Regions from separate parts of the Pan troglodytes genome. Here region 2 is linked to region 1. Evidence: chromatin contacts called from public Hi-C data. All regions are on one chromosome and are shown on one strand. The core of a region is the stretch at or near the end of the contact, and the rest is flanking DNA. Distances in the headings are between cores, read along the strand shown.

Region 1 (7,823 bases), core at 1,982-4,481:
GCAGGACTTTGCACTGGCTGTTGCCTTTTCCTAATGTGCTTTTCCCTGAAGTTTGCTTGAAGGCTGGCTCCTTCTCATAATTCAAATCCCAGTTTGAATGCTGTTTTCTCAGAGAGGACTTCCTTATCTTAGCCCCCAATGTGAAGTAAAGTAGTCACTTACTCACTCTCACATCACCCTTCTTGTAACTCTCTGCATGGTACCTATCATAACCTGATATTTTTCTTTTTCTTTTTTCTTTCTTGAAGCAGGGTCTGGCTCTGTCACCCAGGCTAGAGTGCAGTGGCTGGATCATAGCTCCCTGGAGCCTTGAACTCTTGGGCCTCAGCCTCAGCCTCCCGAGTAGCTGAGACTACAGGTGTGTGCCATCACACCAGGCTAATAAAAAAAAATTATTTTTGTAGAGATAGGGTCTCACTATGTTGCCCAGGCTGGTGTCAAACTCCTGGCCTCAAGCAGCCGTCCCACCTTAGCTTCCCAAAGTGCTGCAATTACAGGTGTGAGCACACCCAGTCCTGATATTTCTTGTTGTTTATTTTTGTTGAGCTCCAAGAGATCAGGGGCTGTGTTCTGTTGTGCTCACTACTATATTCCCTGTACCTAGAACAGCTCCTGACACACAGCAGAAGTTTAATACATACTTGCTGAATACTGTAATGAATAAGCTGAGAGCTGAGGATGAAAAGAAGCCAACCATTTAAAGAGCTTGGGGAAAACCTAGGCAGGGAGGAGGTACTGAGAGAACCTTGAGGCTTAGTCCATTCTAGGGCATGAAGAATGCCCTGTGTACTTGGAGGAAAGTGAGGCAGCAGGAGGAAAAAATAGGAGAGAAGAGAGAAATTGGCAGGGGCAAGATGGCTTAAGGCCTTTTCCCCCACAGGAAGTTTGGATTTTATTTTAAATTAAATGGGAAATCACTAAAGGTTTACAAGTACAAGAGTGACATAATCTGACTTATGCCATTTAAAAGATATTTTTCAATTTGAGTGATTAGGAAGATGGAAGTAACTAATATCAGAGATAGAAATCACATGTGTAAGAGAAGATTTGCAGGGGGTAAATAATTCTGGACATGTTGAATGTAATGTTGTACTTCTGGCTGGGTGAGGGGGCTCATGCCTATAATCTCAGCACTTTGGGAGGCCGAGGCAGGAGGATCCTTTGAGCCCAGGAGTTCAAGACCAGCCTGGGCAACATAGTGAGACCTTTTCTCTACTGAAAAAATAAAAATAGCCAGACATAGTGTCAAGCTCCTGTGGTCCCAGCTACTGGGGTGTAGGGGAGGGGTGAGATCGGAGGATCACTTGGCCCTGGGAGGTTGAGGCTGCTGTGCAGTGATCTCCAGCCTGGGTGACAGAGGGAGGTCCTGTCTCTCTCTCTCTATATATATAAAATTTCCTTTGTGGCTTTCACAGTATCCATACTTTAAAAGAATTTATAATTAAGAAGGAATTAATACCTACCTCTGAAACAGTACAGCCAACCAATTCCATTGTTATTTACAAGAACCTGATATTAAAGATGGTTGTTGATAATAACGATAATAGGTATCAAGTATGGAGCAGTTTCTATGTGTCAGGCCCTATGTCAACCACTTAACAACCTTACCTCACAGAAGCATCATAGCAACCCTTATTAGAAGAGGCTTTATTATGTTTTACAGTTGGGGAAACTAAGACTAAAGAAGATAACTCATTCAAGGTCAATCAGCAAGTAAGTAGCAGAATTGGAACTCAAATCCAGGTCTAGTTTGATGATAAAGCTGTTCCTTTAAGCAATTTGCCATAACATGCACCTAATGGGAAATGTTGCTTGGATCACTGGTTATGGCCATCATTCACGGAGATACTGAACCCGGAGTTTTCTTTAACATAGCCTTTACCCTGTAGAAACATTTAAACTTCATTTCAGAAGAGAAATATCTATTTGAAAAATAATCTAAGTAAATTCATCAGATGCTTTACCCCAGAGAGACTCTGGTCTTGGTATTTTGGTTTTTGTTGTTGTTTGAGACGGAGTCTCGCTCTGTCGCCGAGGCTGGAGTGCAGTGGCGCGATCTCGGCTCACTGCAACCTCCGCCTCCTGGGTTCAAGCAATTCTCCTGCCTCAGCCTCCCGAATAGCTGGGATTGCAGGCGCCCACCACCAGGCACGGCTAATTTTTGTATTTTTAGTAGAGACGGGGTTTCACCATTTTGACCAGGCTGGTCTCCAACTCAGGTGATCCCCCCGCCTCGGCCTCCCAAAGTTGCTGGTATTACAGATGTGAATCACCGCGCCCGGCCGGTATTTTGTGAAGAACAAACTATAAGGTGACTACTATTTTGGGGTCACCTTGACATGGAGGAGAGGTGAATGGAAATAAAACTTATCCTTCCCAGTGTCTTTAGAATGTAGGCGCTGAGACTGAGTGAAACTGAGTAAAACTGCCACCCAATTTTCCTGGGAACCAGCGATTCTGTAGTCAACAGAAGTTTGCTTTTCCAACAGCTGGAAACGCCAGGGTTGGGCACAGCCTCAAGAACTGAGGCTGCCTTGTTCAAGTTTTCACACGGTCCCTCTGTTCCTTCCACAGAGGCCTCTTTTTCTTCTATATCCCGCATCTGCCGCTTGGGACACTCATTCTGTAGCGCAGCACCAAGTCTTCCAAAAAGGCGGCGCTGGTTTTGCGCTCCTTTTTTAAAGGGATCTAGGCCAGCCTCTATCTGAACTCTGTACGATGTTTTTTGTTTGTTTGTTTTGTTTTTGAGATGGAATTTCGCTCTTGTTGCCCAGGCTGGAGTGCAATGGTGCGATCTCCACTCACGGCAACCTCCGCCTCCCGGATTCAAGCGATTCTCCTGCCTCAGCCTCCTGAGTAGCTGGGATTAAAGGCATGCGCCACCACTCCCGGCTAATTTTGTATTTTTAGTAGAGACGGGGTTTCTCCATGTTGGTCAGGCTGGTCTCGAACTCCCGACCTCAGGTGATCCGCCCGCCTCGGCCTCCCAAAGTGCTGGGATTATAGCCGTCAGCCACTGCGCCCGGCCAACTCTAGACAATATTTATTGCTCTACTTTTTAGTGTCTGAAGAAGAAAGAAGAGGACAGGAAAGAAACTTCAGTCTGAGGGTTGAGGACACGTCCCGGAGCACAGGAGGACCAAGCTCCCAAGCCCCCTGTCACCTTGACACGCAGACGGTTCGCCAGGACTGCGAAGAGGGGGGCAACCAGCGCCCCGCCCCGCCCCGCTGCGCCGCCCGCCATTGGCCGGTCCGAAAGACGCGGGGCGTTGTCGGTTTGAATGAGAGCGCCTGGAGCCGGGGCGCAGGCGCAGAGGAGGGCGGCGTTGAGACCGGCGGAGCGGCGGGACCCCTAGGTGGCGGAGGGACGCTCCGGGAAAGCGAGGGGCTCTACGAGCTCTGGTCCACGTGACCTGCCGGGGGCGGGAGCAGGGGGCGCGCCGGCCTCCTGCGGTGCCCCTGCCTTGGGGAGGGGCCGTGACCACCCGCCTGTCGCCCGAGGCGGCCGCCGCTGCACCTTCACCGCGTACCCGGGACCCGCCCGCCCGCGGGAGGTGAGCGCTTCCGCGACGCGGGGTCTGAGGCGTTTGAGGGGCTCTCGGAGGGAGGTGACAGGGAGGGGTGCATGCGTGTGGGGCTTCTGTGTCCAGAGGTCTGGGGGTGACGTCCTTTGTTTTGGGCAGGAGGCGGGCTGGGGGCTTGCGGGACCTGTGGGCGCTGCGGGGACGCGGCGTCGATGCTCAAGAAACCAGAAACTCGGCTTGAGGAGTTGCTGCTTTTTTGTCGGAAAGTCTTAAAATGAGAGTAAAGCGTTAAGAGCCTCACTCCTGAGTCTTTTTTTTTTTTTAAGATAAAAACTATACTAGAGTCCAGCGACTTCTTACCACTCTGAATGTAAGTAACAAATTGTGAATTAAAGCCCGAATCCCCGTGGAATTCATTCCGAGGCTGATTGCAATCACTTGGAGTCGGGCGCGTCCTACCTAAACCAGGCAGTTTATGGCAAATACCTGCCTTGACCGTGCATAAATTAGTGAACTTTTGGGCACCAACTGGTCGATTTACCATAGAAATTGGTAGTTGCTGCAAAAAGAGTAAGTAAACATAAAACGTTAAGAAAACTCTTTCCTGAAATCTATAGAATACCTTCGAATAAAAAAAAATCTGTAATTTCCTTGTTTTAATAGTAACCAATTAGAGCATTTGAACTAGTAGCATTTGAACTCTGTTAAAGAAAACGAGTAAGGATGGAAATTTTATTGGCCTTAATGCATAATTTAACCACACCGTAGAATTAAACGAAGTAGGTTCTTGGCTTTCCTTTCTATCGGGTTTGCATTGGAGCGTTCGTGGGGTGTGTTGGAAGTCAGCAGGACCAACCGAGCTGAGTTTTCAAGCTGCCACTTTAGAAGGGTGTACCGAAGATTTCTGGCCTGATAATAGCCGGTGTGATTGCTTCTGATAAATACCACTTTTGATTGGGTTCTCACTATTCAGGAGCAGCTTTAGTTGATTGTTTAGAAGTGAATAAACAACATTAAAAAGGGTAGATCACTGTTGGTTGACATGGTGTGTGTAAGGAGAGGGGGGCCTCAGGGATTAGGGGTGGTCTCACACCTACTTCTCTTTACAACTACCACGGAGTCGTTTTCGCAAGCTATTTCCCAGGCTATTACTTATAATTTAAGTATTGGAGCGGTTTCAAAGTAAAAAGTTGTGTGATGTTGTTGTAGAGGCATGTCTCCAAAATCCTCTCTGGCCAGATAAGCAGTTTAGTTGTATTTTCTTACATTCTTAAATCAGATATTCGGTGTTACAAACATATTTTAATATAGATCTGAGACTTGCTTACTAGACTAATTAAAACAGTGTTAAGATATAGTAGTTTTAAAAATGACCTTTTCATAAACATAAAATATTTCTAAGATCTATCTTTAGAAATTTGTAATTCGTTCTCTGGAATTTTAAAATGGAAAATCTGACATAGATTTAGGTTATTCTAAATTTATTTGAATATATATTAAATATGTCTATTTTATAATAACAGTTACTGTTATTACTACAGCACTATGTTGAGTACTTTTGTTACGTATCAGAGCCAGGTGCTGGGTCAGGTGCTTTATAAATCATGTCTGTAATTATCACAGCACATTTTAGGTAAGTGTCATTATGCCCACACCAACTGAGAGTTTAGCGTAAGATCATATAACTAATAAGTCACTGTGCCGAGATTCAAATCATGGCCTGATCCCAAAGCACATGCTGTATTGCTTCTGTGTGTCTGTTTAAATCTCTGCTGTGTCTCTGGATTCCATTTGTAGGGACAAGTTCTACTTTAAAGATGCCTTTAGGTGCTGTGTTTTGTTGTAGCTTTGCAGAAATATTTCAGTCTTTCTGTTGGAACTATCTTGCTTCATTATTTTATAAATCATCTTATAAATCACATTATATTTTCAATATCTTCTTAATCATCTTTATACAAAACATAAGTGAAGAGTAAGACTTTTCTGAGTTTCTTACATAAATATGAATAGAATCTTTACTGTGGAGAAGAAATGTATTACAGTCCGGTTTTCTCACTATTATAGGATTCTTTGGCCTCGTCATAATTCCTGTCTTCTTCCCAGACAAGAAATAAAAGTTTGTTGGGCCTCTCTTATGTGCAAAGCAATGTCGTTGGTGTTGTGAGATGACAAGAAAATGCTTCCTATTCAGTAGTTGTTTCTGGAGTTTTTGTAGTATTTTTCTTTCCTCCCCATTCCTGCCTTATATGTTGCTGCTGGTTTATCTTCCTAGCAGAGATCCAACTTGGCTATTCCTTTGTGGGGAAAAAATACCAGCAAGGTTCCCCATTGTGTAAATAAAAGGCTGAGGCCGGGTACGGTGGCTCACACCTGTAATCCCAGCACTTTGGGAGGCCGAGGTGGGCGGATCACGAGGTCAGGAGTTCAACACCAGCCTGACCAACGTGGTGAAACCCCGTCTGTACTAAAAATACAATAGTTAGCCCAGTGTGGTGGCACACGCCTGTAATCCAAGCTACTCAGGAGGCTGAGGCAGGAGAATCGCTTGAACCCAGGAGGCGGAGGTTGCAGTGAGCCGAGATCGCGCCACTGCACTCCAGCCCGGGTGACAGATCAAGACTCCATCTCAAAAAAAAAGGGGGAGCTGAATATGAATATATGCTTCTGCCACATGTTCAGAGTCCCTCACAATTTGTTACTGTTCTACCTTCTCAGCCTTCTCTTTCACTACTCTGAATACTGTGTGCTTATCCTGGAACACATTCTGTGCATTTCTACCCTCCCTTTTTCTTGAGCCATTCTTTTCCCTTGACTGGAATGCCTTTCCTTCATTTGGCTAATAAGATCTACCCATCCTTCAAGGTGCTGTACAAAATTCCTTGCTTCCAAAAAGTTTTCCCTGGTCCTTTTCAGTTAGAATTATTATTCCCATATTATCACAAAACATTATTGAATAGTAACATTTATTTTCCCACAGAATGGTGATAACTTTTGGGAAGAGAAGACAAAATCATGTTTAATATATTTTCCTATGGAGAATTCTAAACTCAAACTCTCTAGGGACCCTTTCTAAGCATTTATAATATTTCTGCATTTGGGATTTATTTCTGCTTTAAAATGTGTTTGGGTCAGGTGCAGTGGCTCACACCTGTAATCCCAGCACTTTGAGGGGCCCAGGTGGGCGGATCACTTGAGACCAGGAGTCGAGACCAGCCTGCCCAACATGGCGAAACCCTGTCTCTACTAAAAATACAAAAATTAGCCAGGCGTGGTGCTGGGCACCTGTGGGAGGCTGAGAGAGGAGAATCACTTGAACCCAGGACGTGGAGGTTACAGTGAGCCAAGATGGCGCCACTGCACTCCAGCCTGGGCGACAGAGTGAGACTCCGTCTCAAAAAAAAAAAACAATGCTTAGTGGAAAGGACCATTTCTTTTCTATTTCACTATTGAGCTTTAAAATTATGTATATGTATTAATTGATTGAAGCTGATGACTGACCATCGTTGGTAATAATAAATGGCTATGCTTACCAAAAAGGTTTATATATAGTTCAGATGATCTAACCTGGTGGCAAGAAAAGTAAATTATATTTATTGTCTGATGAATGTTACCAGTTTGTGTAGATCCATGGATGGAAGAAACAGACCAAAAACAAACAAAGAAACAGACCAAAAGTTATTGGCATTTAAGTGGCAGTCAGGATCAGATAGTTTAGATAAATTCGAAGAAGCACAAAATGTAACCTGGTTTGCAAACTTTTTACTGCCAGTGGAGTAAAGCAGGGCTAGGATTTTGATAAAGAGCTAGCCTTTCTTGTCTGCTCTGATTGCATACCTTGGACAGTGCCTGGAAGTCCACCTAGCTGTCTAAAGGGAGTCTGTCTATTTTGACTTCCTAATCAGATAATTAAATGTGAGGCAGTTAGAGTTATGTACTAGTTGATCTTTCTATATGTCTCTGTCAATTCCCGGGATATGGAAAAAATGATTGCCTTTTCTTTATGGTTAGATGCCGTGATCTAGCAATTTTGTTAATTTTGAGGTTTTTGGAGCATTGCTTGGAAGATGCTATTAAGAGACAGATTTGTTCCTTGCAGATTGTTAGTTGTAAATAGTAATGGAGGTTGGAGGTTGAACTTGATGACTTCTCAATATCCTTTCAAACCTACAAATTATTTTCCAGTTCTTCGTCCTGTGATTAAATTTTCTTATCCTAATGATCAAATTTGTAATTTAATATTTGTTGCAAATTTTGCTAGTCTTACACTATATACACACACATTGTATCTAGGAAGTAGGT
Region 2 (7,823 bases), core at 1,926-4,425, 46 kb before region 1:
AAGAAATTGCACCCCAGCACAATTTGGCCTGATAAGAAAATGTATACAAGACAGGCCAGGCGCGGTGGCTCACGCCTGTAATCCCAGCACTTTGGGAGGCTGAGGCGGGCGGATCACGAGGTCAGGAGATCGAGACCATCCTGGCTAACACGGTGAAACCCTGTCTCTACTAAAAGTACAAAAAATTAGCTGGGCGCGGTGGTGGGCGCCTGTAGTCCCAGCTACTCGGGAGGCTGAGGCAGGAGAATGGCGTGAACCCGGGAGGCGGAGCTTGCAGTGAGCCGAGATAGCGCCACTGCACTCCAGCCTGGGTGAAAGAGCGAGACTCCTACTCAAAAAAAAAAAAAAAAGAAAATGTATACAAGACATGAAAAATAAATGTTTTGTTCTGCCGAGGTTAATATCTAATCATCATATACACATTCACAAAACACATTTGAAGTATGGAATTATAAAATTTGGAGTTTTCCTCATGCATCAAAATCCATTCCAGGCTGGGTATGGTGGCTCATGCCTGTAATCCCAGCACTTTGGGAGGCCAAGGAGGGTGGATGGCTTGAGACTAGGAGTTCAAGGTCAGCCAGGGCAACATGGCAAAACCTCATCTCAAAAACAAACAAACAAACAAACAAACAGTTCCTACCAGGGGAAGAAACTATGCTATACGTCAGTAATGGGTCACGTAGCTTTGGTCCTGGAAGTACAAGCTGATTACAACCAACAACTCCAGCAAAGTGGGCTTTGTCGGGTGTCTGTGGGACTAAAGACTGTGGGAGCATGTGAAGGTGATTTTAGTTGCACATGGCCACCAGGTGGCGTCAGAAAGAAGCAACTGCAATGGACATTGTTTAGGAGCCTTCCTGTGGCCCACCTGCAGCTTCCTCCCTCCTCCTCAGAAATCCCAACTCCTCCAAAGGAATTCGAATTAATAACAGTTCTGAACAAAGCTCTTGCTAAGCTCCTGGGATACAGTCATAGCCCCCAGGGAAAGTTGTTCATTCTTAGTATGGAAGGCACTGTGCCCGAGATATCTTGGCATAAATGAGGCAGATTGCCCAGGGCTAGGGTTTGAGCCCAAGGCATTGCTGGGCAAACACATGCTCGCCGCGCTGTGCCCTGGCCTGCTGTTGGCGGAGAAGGGATGGGGCTGCGGGTTTGTGGGGCTGGGGCTGAGAAGCCAGGCTCTTTCCCTCCTCTTGGAAAAACATGCTGTCCTCTTGAGTCACATATTTTCTCACACCTCATTTTCTGTCTCCACCCTTCTCCTCTGGGGCATTTGAACATCTGCTCTCCAAAGTGGGAAACGTGGATCTCACTCAAGTGCATGCAGTCCAACACAGGACTTTTTCTGCTTTTAAACTCCTTTGTGTACTCAAATCTTCTGGCCAAACATAATTCCTCTGGAGAAGACAGTTTTTCAACAAGACAAAGCAGCTAAAGTACACACTTAAATCCAAAGTTTTGCATCAGAAATAACATAAAGGGATAAGCATATTTTACATTTTATACATATGTAATTTATCCACTTATATATAAACAATTTACAAATATCCTGAAAACAGTATGTACCTCAGCAAGCTTCATAAAGGACAAGTCCCAAGAGAGAGAGATTTAATCTTCTAACAGAAAGAATATATAGTCCTCCCTTCAATCAATAATTCCTCAGGGATTATGTAAGTTACAAGATTTTAATTCATAAGTCATGTGTATCTTCTCATCACTCCCCAGCAGTGGATTCACTGTGATATTTGATTTTACACTTGGTTGTGCTTGTCTTTCCAGCTTGTCTATCATAAAAAAGTATTATTTAGTCTGGAACATTGGTCCCTGTCTTGGTACTTAATGTACTTCTGTAGGGTCTAGACTAGGAATTTAGAAGAGAGAAATTTAGTACCTTGAGTGCTTAATAAAAATGGTTCTTAAATGTCAAAATACTTTCATTATACTTAGTAAAACCTTTAAAAATCCAAAATTAGACTTTAATTCAATAAATAAAAATAGTAGGCCTGGGATGACTCAGTGAGTAAGCTTCATGAGTGCCCCTTGGATTAAAGGGCAGCTCAAAGCTGATGACTGACAGGGTGGTTTAATGGCCCACACACAATGACACATGACCATTTTTAGCACAAGCTTCATGCAGTTTCTTTTCTCAGGGGTGGACACTCATTAGAACTCTTAAGGCAGGTGCCCATTCCCACAATGGAATGCTTTCTAACAGGAAGCCTCAGTCTTTCAGACCCTGTCATCTGCTTCTATTAGAGTCCATTACGTACATATAACAGTGGTTGCTAAACACCTGCTGCCTCCCTGACTCTTGACCTTCCAAAGGTCAATGAGCCAAGCTTTGGCCGGAGTCCACAGTGAGCTTAGAGGTAACATCTCTCGCTACCTGAAAGAAGCTTCAAATAAATGATACTGAATCGACACAGATTAATAGTTGCACCAATGGGTGTTTCAAAAACAAAGGATTTCTCCTGAGGATTTTACATGATTTACAGCTTGTTAGCTCTGGAAGATTTCGTCCTTAGGAATGGGAGGAAATCAGCCCGAGAAGAGGGATGAGGCTTGTTCCTGGGACTGGGGGGCTCAGGTGAAACCCAACAGAGAAGACTTTTGCTCATCATAAGGAGAGAGTAGGGATGGTGGGAGCTGTTTGTTATACAGGATAAGAATCCCCCATGTGGGCAATGTTCAAAAGCCTACAGGACCACCCTCCGTGGGCTGTAACCATGATTCTTAACCAAGGGGGCTTATCGGAATCACCTGGGGAGATTTAAAAGCAATATTCCTACCAGAGCCCCACCGCTGGCGATGCTGAGACAGTAGGTGGGATGGAGGCATGTGCATGATTGTAAAATCTCCCATGGTGATTTTGATGTTCTCCCCAGTTGAGGACCACTGCTAGAGGATCTGTAGGGTGCGAGGGAGGCTGGGCTCTGTGCCCAGGCCTGAGATCTGTGACTCTATAACTCAGCCAGTGGCCTCAGTTAGTTGCCGCCCACTCTCCCTGGAGTTACTATGCCAGGACTGACTCCAATCCACCCTGGGAATGTAGCCGCAAGAAGCCCTCACCATTCAAGGAGCCTGCGACAGAAGGCACAGCTCGGACTGGGTGCCGTCGTCTCTGCACAATCCTGCCTTCTTGGAGTGCCCTTGGGGTCTTCCTGCGCCACAAAGCACACAGATGGAGATGTGATAGAGGATGTGACTCACGCCGCAGCTGCACGCGCACAGCCCAGCAAGCAGCTGAGGTCCGGCTGAACTTGCCACCTCAGGCGGAGAGACTCGCCAAACCTCTCCTCCAGTTGGGGAAAGGGAGGCGCAGGGGGACAGGAGGAAAAGAAGAAAGAGCCCATCCTTAGTTCTGATGTGTCACTCAGTCAGGGCTGCGCCTCTAATGGCCTGGGCTGAAGAATGGAAGTTTCCTCCCTGGCTTGCTTCCTTCCTCCTCTAAACAGATTTTAAAATCTGGTGTACAGATGACAGAATACTTTCCCCTTTTTATTTTTCCCTTAGTTTCAAATTACTCCAAGCTTCGCCAGAGAATGAACAGATTTAGGAACATAATTTTTAGATCTATTAATCTGACCGCTGGCTAGTAGAGCTCTAAAAGCCTTTCTAAATAAATATATTCAACTATGAATTAAAACAGGGTTTAGGGACTGTCTGGGGGCCTAAATGATTGGTTATATGTCCCTCTTTAACACAAAACAATTACTCCACTGACCTGTGAGGGCTGTTACCACCCACTGTGTATTTTTGACTAAGGTCTTACCCTTTATGTAAGTAAAAAATAAATATACTTTTCCCATCATTATAAACAATGGCAGAAGCATCATTGTACACATAGCTTTTTCCACATCTTGGATTACTTCCTGAGGAAATGTCTGGGCCAAAGGTTGCGAACATGTTTGTGTGATGACCCATATTGCCAAATTGCTTTCCACAAAAGTTGTACAGATTTCACAGCCACCAACAATGTGGATGGCTCAGTTTGACCACACCTTCCTCTGCATCAGGAATTATCACTTGAAAATGTTTCTGTTAATTGAAGGGAGGGGTGTGTCACCTTTTGTGTTAATTTGCATTTCCTCTGTGACTAAAGGAAATAAGTCTGTTCCTATATGCTTATTTATTGGTTGTATTTCCTACCTGTGACTTTTTTTTTTTTTTTGAGACGGAGTCTCACTCTGTTGCCCAGGCTGGAGTGCAGTGGCCTAATCTCAGCTGACTGCAACCTCCGCCTCCCGGGTTCAAGCAATTCTTCTGGCTCAGCCTCCCAAGTAGCTGGGATTACAGGTGCCCACCACTACCCCCAGCTAATTTTTTGTATTTTTAGTGGAGACAGTTTCACCATGTTGGCCAGGCTGGTCTCGAGCTCCTGACCTCATGATTCGCCCACCTCGGCCTCCCAAAGTACTGGGATTACTTTAATTGTGAGTAATTGTGTGAGCCACTGCGCCCAGCCTTACTTGTGACTTTTTAGCTCATGTCCTTTGTCCATTAATTTTCTTGGAGGGTTTCAGTGTTTTCCTGTTACCATTTGTTAGTTGTTCATGATGTGCCAGGTGCTTCCCTTATAGTCTCCTTAATACTTCCAACCATCCTGGCACGTTGTCTCCATTTTAATGGTGAGTAATCTGAGGCCTGGCGGATTTAAGCAATTTGGCAAGGTTGCATCATGAGTAAGTGGGAAAGCTGGGATTTTAACTTTTGCCTATCTGATTGGTATGCTGTGTTCTTTTTTTTTTTTTTGAGATGGAGTTTCTCTGTGTTGCCCAGTCTGGAGTGCAGTGGCGCAATCTTGGCTCACTGCAACCTCCACCTCCCTCCCAATTTCAAGTGATTCTCCCACCTCAGCCTCCCTTCCAAGTAGCTGGGACTACAGGAACACACCACCACACCCAGCTAATTTTGGTATGTCTTAGTAGAAACAGAGTTTCACCATGTTGGTCAGGCTGGTCTCGAACTCCTGACCTCAAGTGATCCACCCACCTTGGCCTACCAAAGTGCTGGGATTACAGGCGTGAGCCACTGCACCCGGCCAGTATGCTTGTGTTCTTAACCACAGTTCTGCTCCTTGGGGAATTTGTCACAGCATTTGATATAATGAAGTTCTCAACAATGAACATTATTTGCTCTTAATATTTTCTCAGTTGTCTATCTACATTTTTTTAATTGATGGTGGTTTCAGTTTTGTAAACAACTTAAAATATCAATATTGTCAAGGAGGAGGTGCGAGTGGCCAAGAAACATATGAAAATAGATTGAGTTTCAAAAATAGCAAGATTAAAATAATGAGATATCAGTTTTCACTTATGCATTTGGCAAAAGTTGGAAAAAGAAAAAAATGTCTGGGGTAGGCTCAAACTGGGGACACCAACATTCCCACGCACTGCCCTAAGCCTATAAACCCCCATGGACTTCCTAAAGGCCAGATTATCAGAATTTTCAGCATGTACCATTTGAACCATTAACTGCAATCCTAGGGTTTTATTCTAAGGAAATGATCAACTACAAAAGTTTGCATGTCAAATGATGTTACCTGAAGCAGTGTTTATGATATCAAAGAACTGGAAAAAACTAAATCTCCATCAATAAGAGATTGTCTAAATGTGTCAGAGTACATTAGTATAATGAAATATAGTGCAGTCATCAAAAATGAAGCGATAGGTTTATTCTAAGTGATGTGGAGAGCTGCTCAAAATATAACATTAAATGAAAAGCATAAAACAATATATATAGTAAAATCCTATTTTGGCCAAAATGTATATATAGGAGAAAAAAAGACTGGAAGGATATACACTAAAATATTAGCAATGGGCCAGGCGCAGTGGCTCATGCCTGTAATCCCAGCACTTTGGGAGGCTGAGGTGGGTGGATCACCTGAGGTCGGGAGTTCTAGACCAGTGTGGGCAACGTGGTGAAACCTCCTCTCTACTAAAAATACAAAAATTAGCTGCATGTGGTGGCACATGCCTGTAATCCCAGCTACTCAGGAGGCTGAGGCAGGAGAATCACTTGAACCCAGGAGGCAGAGGTTGCAGTGAGCCGGGATCGCACCATTGCACTCCAGCCTGGACAACAAAGCGAGACTGTCTCAAAAAAAAAAAATTAGATTGATTTTCCTCTCAGTGGAAGTTTCTTCTTTATACTTTTCTTTATTTTCTCATTTCTCTTGTAATAAGCATGTATCAGTTTTATAATTTAAAAAAATAAGGGTTTTTTCATCCATTTTTCCCGTGTTTTTTTTTTAATTTTTATATTTTATCATTGCTGAGCTTACAGGGTTACTCCTCCACTGACATTTAAGGCAGATTTACATAAGCAGAATGCAGGGAGGTGCCCCTCCACCTGAGTTGGAGACCCGGGCTTTAATATCACCTATCATTTACCCTGAACACATATCACCTTTCTAAACTACTCTTCCTCTGCAAAAAGTCTTTGCAAACTGTAAAGCTCTGAGCCAACATAATTATTATATCATTGTTTACTGCTTATTATAATATTATAATATAATATCATTTAAGACCCCGGGGTTGTTAATCCCAGCATTTCCAATTCATTCGAAATGAAATAATCTCTAGACCCTCAGAATTTAAAATGTGGTCCGCAGACCAGAACCAGCAGTTTTGGCATCACCTGGGGCTTGTTAGCAATGCAGAATTGCAGGCTCGCCCCAAACTTACTGATTCAGAGCCTGCATTTTAACAAGATCTGCAGGTGATTCATAGGCTCGGAGAAGTTGGAGAAGCTCCGGTCTAGGTACGCCTGCCAAGATTCTCAGGAGTGCAGAAAGTGGGAAACCGTCAGCAGTACCAGCCATCACCAGCACTGACACCCAGGATGCCATTAGGAAGAGGTAAGTGATCTTGATTATGCCAATTTCACAGTCACATTCAGCAACACTGGTTTTAGTTAAAGAGCCAACAATGAGAAGAACCCAGCCAGGCCCCGGCTGCAGGACATAACCCCAGAGTTAGAAGACAGCCTCATGGCCACTTGGTCTGGCTTGTTCTGGGCAGCTGCATCTCCATAATGACCGTTTAGGTAACTAATTTAAAAAAAAAAAAAAAAAGCAGTTTGAATGTTAGAATCAGTTCTTGAGCTACCTGGGAGCTCCACTATTTGGAATCATTTGGCATCACCCCTGGGATGGTGGGAGCGAGCAACCTAAGGCAGAGAGTGCTGTGGGCCTCATGCGGCCGCTTGACCTTCACCTCTCCCCGCGTCCCCCAGCCCCAGCTGTCCCGTCCCTCAGATCTCTGCCCAGAGGGTTGCAGAGGCTGGCCAGGCCCTGCTGGTGGGGCAGGTGAGGAGCCAGGCTACCAGGCTTTGTAACTTGTGGTCCAAGACTGCTTTTCCTGTGGGAGCCTCGTGGGCCCCCCTGGAGGCTGCATGAGGAAGGGGCCTCTTTCTGTGTCCTATGTCTGCTGGGGCTCCAGGGCTAGGACTCACGTCTGCGGGGCCAGCTCACAGAGCTCCTCGTTGGGGGCCTCCTGCGGCCCTCCTTGGGGTGTCCCTGTTACCTCACTCCCACCTGAGCCTCGAGGCCCAGAAGGGTGGCCGGGGTGCTCCTTGGGAATCTGGGGGAGCCACACAGAAAGACTTGAATTAGAGCCACAGTCCCACTGGAGGTGACTCAAAATCAGTTCAGCATCCCTACAGCACCCCTAAGGCACCATAACATCCTGCCTGTCGTCCCCACCCCTGTCTCCCCCAGCTCTTTACCTAGCTGTCTTCTCATCCTCCAAGACTCAGTCCAAATCTCACCTTCTCTGAAAAACCTTCTCCCTTAGTAATTCAAACCTTCTGCATTTAGT

Evidence for each region. Hi-C and Micro-C count contacts between places; a contact is called where the count stands out from the background.
Region 2: a contact with region 1 is called in a Hi-C map of stem cell-derived neural progenitor cells, with 2.2 times the contacts expected there. The contact joins the enhancer-like site here to the promoter of GPSM2 in region 1. A contact is called at or near these places in 2 of 7 Hi-C or Micro-C datasets (a lymphoblastoid cell line and stem cell-derived neural progenitor cells).

The regions. Positions count from the first base shown.
Region 1 is chr1:122,609,053-122,616,875 of NHGRI_mPanTro3-v2.0_pri, reverse strand. It overlaps GPSM2 (G protein signaling modulator 2), which reads left to right and starts at 3,231. Exons shown (of 17, transcript XM_009426928.5): 1 at 3,231-3,554; 2 at 3,851-3,894.
Region 2 is chr1:122,655,228-122,663,050 of NHGRI_mPanTro3-v2.0_pri, reverse strand. AKNAD1 (AKNA domain containing 1) reads right to left here. Exons shown (of 16, transcript XM_016923697.4): 8 at 7,459-7,586; 9 at 6,973-7,054; 10 at 3,073-3,164. Among named protein-coding and RNA genes, the nearest start is that of AKNAD1, 26 kb to the right of the region's middle. Within about 2 kb of position 3,175, at least 5 of the 24 cell types and tissues checked have an H3K27ac peak or open chromatin away from gene starts, as enhancers often do. A contact at or near this core is called in stem cell-derived neural progenitor cells, where this site is marked.